Linked DNA regions of Mus musculus: region 1 is linked to region 2. A link is a contact called in public Hi-C data. All regions are on one chromosome and are shown on one strand. Each heading gives the region's core, a stretch centred on a gene start, on an enhancer-like site or on the middle of the called end of the contact. The rest is flanking DNA. Distances are from core to core; before and after follow the strand shown.

The links. A called contact is a pair of places that touch in the nucleus more often than the background predicts.
Region 1: a contact with region 2 is called in a Hi-C map of pre-B cells, with 1.7 times the contacts expected there. The contact joins the enhancer-like site here to the promoter of Sgsh in region 2. A contact is called at or near these places in 2 of 39 promoter capture datasets (embryonic stem cells and erythroid cells), 3 of 15 datasets of contacts at CTCF or cohesin (CD8 T cells, the G1E-ER4 cell line and large pre-B cells), 11 of 484 Hi-C or Micro-C datasets (B cells, CD8 T cells, the G1E-ER4 cell line and 6 more), 2 of 115 datasets of contacts at active chromatin or transcription factors (the HPC-7 cell line and embryonic stem cells) and 3 of 9 other capture datasets (adipose tissue, liver and pancreatic islet).

Annotation. Positions count from the first base shown.
Region 1 is chr11:119,434,647-119,438,368 of GRCm38.p6, reverse strand. It overlaps Rnf213 (ring finger protein 213), which reads right to left. Exons shown (of 68, transcript NM_001040005.3): 24 at 3,541-3,681; 25 at 3,266-3,433; 26 at 1,309-2,458; 27 at 558-751; 28 at 241-396. Among named protein-coding and RNA genes, the nearest start is that of Mir1932, 46 kb to the right of the region's middle. Within about 2 kb of position 2,283, at least 42 of the 459 cell types and tissues checked have an H3K27ac peak or open chromatin away from gene starts, as enhancers often do. A contact at or near this core is called in the P5424 cell line and pre-B cells, where this site is marked.
Region 2 is chr11:119,354,170-119,357,657 of GRCm38.p6, reverse strand. It overlaps Sgsh (N-sulfoglucosamine sulfohydrolase (sulfamidase)), which reads left to right and starts at 2,148. Exons shown (of 8, transcript NM_018822.3): 1 at 2,148-2,261. The coding sequence starts at 2,174. It overlaps Slc26a11 (solute carrier family 26, member 11), which reads right to left and starts at 2,101. Exons shown (of 17, transcript NM_178743.3): 1 at 2,023-2,101; 2 at 625-850. The coding sequence starts at 807.

The DNA.
Region 1 (3,722 bases), core at 1,034-3,533, 81 kb before region 2:
TTCTTCCAGAACCACAGTCCTACCAGTGACACTGTCCCCTGATGAGGACTGGGCCCAGGAAATGCCCTACAAACTTGCCTACAGGCAATCTCATAGAGGGATTTCCTTGATTGTGGTACCCCCTTCTCAGATATCTCAAGCTTGCATTGGGTTGGCATAAATAAATAAATAAATAAATAAATAGTGTGGGATAGGAGTGCTTAACCCCCACCAAACCTCTGTGTTTTTCTTGATACACACCAGTTTAGAAGACCTCTTTGGCTGTACCGAGAGCCCTTGTGGGATTTCAACAAGGTATAAATGACCCGGGCTCCGACGCCATATTTTCCCATTGATATCCATCAGGTACTGCAGAATGAGGAGTTTGAAAAGAAAAATGGGAATTCCAGTCTGAACCTAAAGAAGGAAACACAGGGGCTTGTCAGTAGGACGGTAGCCACTGCTGTTCACCCTACAGAGCTGCTTGTTTGCCCCTTGACAGGATGCATGCGTAGGGAGGCAGTCAGAATCGGGGAGCAGTGCCTTCCTCTCGTGGGTGGCGGTGCCAGGACACTTACTGAAGTGCTGATATCAATGTGGAATATAACCGGCATCTTCTGATATTTCTCCTTCAAGAACGGCAGCAGTGCGCTTAGGACTTGGTTCTCATCTAGATGAGGCTCTGTCAATCGAATAATTTTTAAAGGGACCGTCTCGTCACGTAGCTTTGCTTTTAGTTTTGTATGCAGTGTGTTCACGTAGAGAGACTTTCCTACAATATGAACATACAAAAATTAGGCCCCAAATCTACAGACCAAGAAGAAGAGAATATAGAGATATTTTAGAAGCGATTCTGATTCAAGCCAGATGCTGTGCACCGCCACTTCTTAGCAGCTTCATTAACCATGGATCTTCAGGTTCCCTGTCCACCATCCACTGACCAACTTTGCCCTTTTCCTGACTACTGACGGCGCAAGTCAGCGATGGCCAAAGGTAGAGTGTGGGGAACCAAATTCTCCCAACAGAAAAGGGTTGTTCAAGGAAGAGAGGACAGGATGAAAGGAAACAAACAGCAACTGAAGCATGGTCAGGGTTTTTTCTCACTCAACCACAACCAGCACTGATGCCAGAAGCCAGCAGCACTCCCAGAGGAAAGAAACTGCAACAAAGTCTGAAGGAGGTGGTCAGGAACTGTGAGAGGACAGAGTTCTCAGTGGCTTACAGCTAAGGAAGAGCCAAACCCCTGAAGAAGGGCTTCATCAGAGTCAGCCTTGCTAGAGAAGGAAGTGTCAGTGGGCAGTATCTGGGAGAGGGGACCTCTTTCATTACCAACGCCAGCTCTTTCAGAGGTCACGATGCCAACACACAGCCCGTCTCTGAATACAGTTGCTGCTGACAGGAGCCGCTTCGGGACCTGATAATGGCTCTGCAGGTAAGCTTGGATGTTCGGGAGCGGGGCCTGGGGCACCAGGGGCACTTTGTACTGGCTGAAGGTGGAGGGGATATAGCAGTGCTCCCGGGCAGCATCACAGAGTATCACCAACTGGTAGTCTTCACGGTGCGCTCGTGTGCACAGGCTCTGGAAGAACTCCTCTGCCTGGCAGCCCACTTCATAGCTCAGCTGGTCTGCAAACAGCAAGCTGTAGACCTTGTGCCCCTGGGAGCCCGAAGTGAGGCAGCGCCGCAGGAGTAGTTCCACTTCCTCAATTGTGGTCGCTGGGGTGCAGAGCAACACCTCATCAAAGGTGGGCAGGGGCTGCCTGGGGGCCTGCATGTAGATGGCCAGTGCAGCTGGCAACACCTCCGAGTGGCCACACAAGATCAGGTTAGGCTGGCCAGCCTGCAGGCCTTTGGGGAGTGGCCGCTCCACAGGAGTGCCACCCATCGTGGCCAGATGAGCAAGGCATCTACCCAGGGCATCCAGGTCCAGACAGTGTGGCAGGAAGGCACTCATGTACACGAGGGATTGCATCATAATAACCTGAAGCTTGCCCATTAGGCTGGGCTCAGAAAGCAGCTGCTGGGGCAACTTTTTCATAACCTCCCGCAGGCAGTATCTGTCAGCCTTGCTTTCACAGGCACTGGTAGCTTGTACGAGGTCCTGGACAGTGCATTTGCCTTTAATGAAGGATAGCATCATGAGGGCAGCTTCACTAGGTCTGGGTTTCCTGAGCTCACTGCTTAGGTAGACCAGCTGCTCAGCTGTGTAGAAGTTGAGGTAAAAGTGTTCAGCTCTCTTCTGGGCGACCACTGTTTTCCAGTTATCTAGGAAGTCCTCCATCTGCCTGCAGAGGGCTCCCAGGAGCTGTATGACATCTCCCTTCTCTGTCAGCTGGCTCAGCAGCTCCAAGCCAAAGTTCATGAAGATGCCCCCGTCAGGGCAACAGTAGACCTTAGCAGTCCAAGTCCTGAACAGCATGTTGCCCGCGCAGTGCAGTTTTATGAAGACATGTACAAGCCGCTGCATGTTGCTGAAGACCTGGGGGAAAGGGAACCATGAGGCCAAAGCACACGCCTGTGGGGAAGACACACTACCCTACACACACCTGCCTGCTATTAAGCCTTTGGAGTGGTAAAGGGCTTAGGCTAGCTCACTTTTCACAGAAATCTGCCTAATAGTCATCACACCACAGCCTCTCCATAGTTATTCGATCGGCTTAACAAGGAGCACCCATCGCCTTTTTGCCTTTTTCTTTTTCTCTTTTTGTTTTTTTTGTTTTTTTTTTTTTTTTTTTTTGAGACAGGGTCTCAGTACGTATCCCTAGATATCCTAGAATTCACTAGGGAACCAGACTGGCCTTGAACTTATAAAGATTCCTCCTGCCTCTGCCTCTCAAATGCTGAGACTAAAGATGTGTGCCACCATGTCCAGGGAAAGACAAAGGATGTCAATGTAAAGACTGTATGGGTATGTGTGTGTTTGTATGTAAAGGCATGGTCTCGTATTTCCAGACTGGCCTCAAATTCAAGACCCTCCTACCTCAACAGGAGTATGGAGGCAGTGAGGTGATTGTTTCTAAGAATATCTGTTGGCCATCTCTTCTCCACAGCTGGTCACAGTTCCTCCTGAGGCTCCTGAGGAGGACCTGCTGCTCATAGGGTCTACCCTACTTCAGATATGTCTCTGGCGTTGTGAATCGGGGTACTACATCCTGCAGACCCATGGCAGAGCTGTGTTGACCAAAAGCCTACACAGACCCTTTCCATAGCTCAGTAACAAAAGTGACTGGCCTAGCTTGACGCCAAAGTGGCCCCTGTGGGCAGCAGCACAAACCTATCTGCTCACCTCTGAAAACTTCTCCACTTCTGTATTGCTGTTGTGGTCTTTCTTTCCAGACATGAGCATCAGCTTATTTAAAAGTTCCTTCAGTTCCTCTGTGGAGTAGGTGCGCAATGCCTCGGGGTAACCATGGCCATCAGGGAGGAGGAGGCGGAGAACAGTGTCTGGGGAAATCTGGGGGGCAGCACACATTTATAAGTTAGTTCCTGCACAGAGTCCCATAACTTTATAGCAAGACCACAGGGCCATACAAAACTGCACCAGGACTTTGGGAGGCTCACCTTCTGGCCATCTTTGGGTGCCTCAATAACGTAGACGCCCCTGCTGTTGATTGCTGTGGCGAGGGACAGAGATGAGAGCTCCACAGATCCATGGCTTTCCTTCACTGTCTTCAGCCACTCCAAATTTCTGGCAGAATCTTTCTATTGGGACAGAAGCAGAGAACAGGCTGGAGTGAGTAGAC
Region 2 (3,488 bases), core at 899-3,398:
TAAAACTGCTTGTTATGAGCTGCACCATCTGAGTGTCTGGAACTGAACCCCGGGTCCTCTGCAAGAGCAGCAAATATTCAAATGTTCTTAACTGCAGGGCCATGTCTCTATCCTAAGCAACTTTTTTTTTTTTTTTGAGACAGGGTTTCTCTGTGTAGCCTTGGCTGTCCTGGAACTCACACTGTAGACCAGGCTGGCCTTGAACTCAGAAATCCGCCTGCCTCTGCCACCCAAGTGCTGGGACCTAAGCAATCTTTTAAGACCTGTTGTCTTGTGATTGAGTCTCGCTATGGAGCCCTGTGATAAGCTGGTCTTGAACTCTCAATGTTCCTGCCTCAGCTTCCCAAGTGCTGGAATCTCTAGGCACAAGCCACCAGTGCCTGGTTGTTCGTAAGGCCACCATGAAGCATGATGTGGTCCCCAGTTGGAAAATCTAGGACCGCTTGGCACCAAAAATAAGTCACATGAAAAGAGATTAGACGCCAAGGGGCCGTCTGGGTCGGACACATGGAAGTGTTGGATTCCATGGTCGGTGTTTCAAACTGTGGACAGACACTGAGGAGTAGGAAGGGATCTATCTGGCTGTGGAGAGGGGACAGCTAGCAGAGGGGTCAGTCACTTCACCTGGGGTGGGAGTCCAGCCACTTCTGCATAGGCCAGGGCCTGGGGAATGACGGTGAGTCCCACGGAAAGTCCAGCGATGAAGTCCAGCCTCAGCCACTGCAGAGAGTAGTCAGGCACCCAGGCCAGGACGGGTAGCCTCCTCCTCAGGGCCGTAGCAGAGCAGCAGCATGTGTCTGGTGCCATGTGCAGGCTGGGGGATCTGGTCTGACCCAGACCTTTCACAGAGCTGGGCATGGGTGACATGGAGCAGTGATCAGGGGCTGAGCTTGGGAGAAGGTGGCGTTATCTTCCCAAGGGCGTCAGGAGCATAGCCTGCCTTTTGTGGCAGGGAGGCTGAGCCAGGTGGCTAAGTTTACCAAACCACCATGATCTGGGAAAGGAAGCCAGCAAAATGTGCACATGGGCCTGCACCAAGGATTCAGGGAGGCCTCAGCCTCTCTTTCCCATCTCTGGGCCATAGCCCCTGATCCCAAGCTCTGGTGTCTCTCCACTGTCAACCCCTACCAACCCCCCCTCCCCGCCCCCCGCAAACTAGCTCTTGAGGGGATGCCTAAAGACGACATTTTCACCCCGAAGAACCTGCTCCTTTCTTTTACCCCCTCCCCGGGGAACCTGACTATCCCAGCCCAGAAGAAGCAGGTCCTGCAGGCTCAGGCTTCCTCTGGCCGGCAGAGTGTGTAGGTAGGCAGCCAGGAGGCCCTGAGGAGCCAAGATTTACACCTCACCAAGTGTACACCTCACCACCGCAGAGGGCCACCAAGGTGTTAGGTAGGACTCCACCCACCACTAAGGGCTGCAGTTGGGGGAAAGGGGGTGGGAGTATGTGACATCCCTGAAGTCAAGATTTACCCAGCACCCACTTGTGGCATTCATAGCCCAAGGGTGGGAGGGCTGAAGATTCTACTTTGTTTTCCAAAGACTAACTGAAGCTCTCAAATTAATTCTAGGTACGTAGCATCCGCTAAGATCCTGGCGAACAGACACACACACACACACACACACACACACACACACACACACACACACACACACACACACGTGTCCCAGCCCATAGCTGACTCCTCATTACTGGTCCACACGCCCCAGCCCTGGAAATGACACTCTGGACAAAATCCACTCCTCCCCACCCCCACGCCGCCGCTAGCGCGGGATCCCGGGATCGCGGGGTGGGGTATGGGGGGGGGGGGTTGGGAAACGGAGGCTGAGGTCCCAGTGGGGAACACAAACAAGTCTGAGAACCTGGAGTAAGGCGGCCCGGACTCTAATGGTTTGCGGTAGGGAGGGTTCCCGGAGTAGGGCTCACCCGAGGACTCAGCGCTGGCCCCACAGCTCCTGGTGACCCCAGCCCACACCGCCACACACTCCCTCTCTCCATCACAAGGACCCAGATTCACCCACCGGACGCTGAGACTCAGGGTCTTCCGAAGTGGCGGTAGCTGAGTCCGCAGGAATCTCAGAAACAGAGTGGGCAGGACATGGGCGGGGCCTGCCGTGCACGTGACCGTGGGGAGCGGACGAGCCGGAACCGCTTACCCTGACCGGCGCCGCCATGCACTGCCCGGGACTGGCCTGCTGCACAATTCTGTTGGTCCTGGGACTCTGCGGCGCGCACTCGCGCAACGTGCTACTGATAGTTGGTGAGTGCCGCCGTCCCTGGCACGGCCACCTGCTGCTGCTCCCAGAAGCGGCCACTGGGCTCTTCCCCGCCACTGGCCCATGCTGACCCCGGCGCGCCAATTCCTTGCCGAGCCTCCTGTTGCAGGTCTCTTCCTGGTGACTCTAAATGCGTCTGGCCCTCCCGCTTCTGCCATCCCCAAGCTGGCCAGCATTCCCACATCTGTAGTCAAAGCTGCCAAGGAGACCCGGTGGACCCCGGCTACTCATGCAGACCTCTGATAAGGTTCCAGAAATGAGAATAGCCTGAGTCCCCGAGTTTTTGCAGGATGCCCTGGTCAGTTCTCTTAGCTCCTGGCCCAAAAGTACAGTACTCCAATGCCCACGCAAACCACCAAGTTCCTCCTGCATTCATGAGACTTCCTGTTTGGGTGATCAGTGCCTGGCTTGTGACAGCCCAGGCCTTCTGAGGTCTGGCTCTGGGCCAGGCCCACTCTTCTGATAAACTTTGTGGTATCTGGGCAAGCCAGTTGGTTAATTGTAACATAAACAGTGCTGTCTTTGCAGCACTACCCCCAATCTCTCCAAGGATAGTCTCGAAGATCGGCCTAGGGTGTATATCCACCGGATAGGATTGGCGCTGGAATCCTCTGGAGCCAGTTCGTGTGGCTCTGGAACTTCGGTCCTGTCTCAGCTTGGACAGCCATCACAACAAAACCTGGCAGTCTCAGGGCTAGAGAGGTGGCTCAGTGGTTAGGAGAAGTGGCTGCTCTTCCAGAGGACACAGGTTCAATACTCAGAACCCACATGGCGGCTCACAGGGATCTGTAACTGTTGTATATGTACATGCAGGGAAAATACGGACAAAGCAGAAAATAGAGTCACACTCACGCATGCACACATGCACGCCACACTACAGGCCAGGTTTTTAACAAACCAATGTAAGTCTAACAATTTCATTATATGGAGAGACTGGGTTCAGAGAGCCGGCTCCTCCCTCTGTTTCTGGGGAGGCCTTCCTGGATTGTTGATGACACCTGTCTCATTTCCAAACCTGACAGAGAAATGCCACAGTCCTGTTCGATTGGACCCCACCCTCACTTAACTGTTGAAGACTGGATTCAGATAATGACAGCAGGAATTTTAGGACTGAATGATCAGGGTCAGAGGCAAGAGCTGAGACCTCTGTGTGCAAGCAGCATGGCTTCCTGGCATGCAACAGAAGGCACACGTAACACAACCACTCCTGC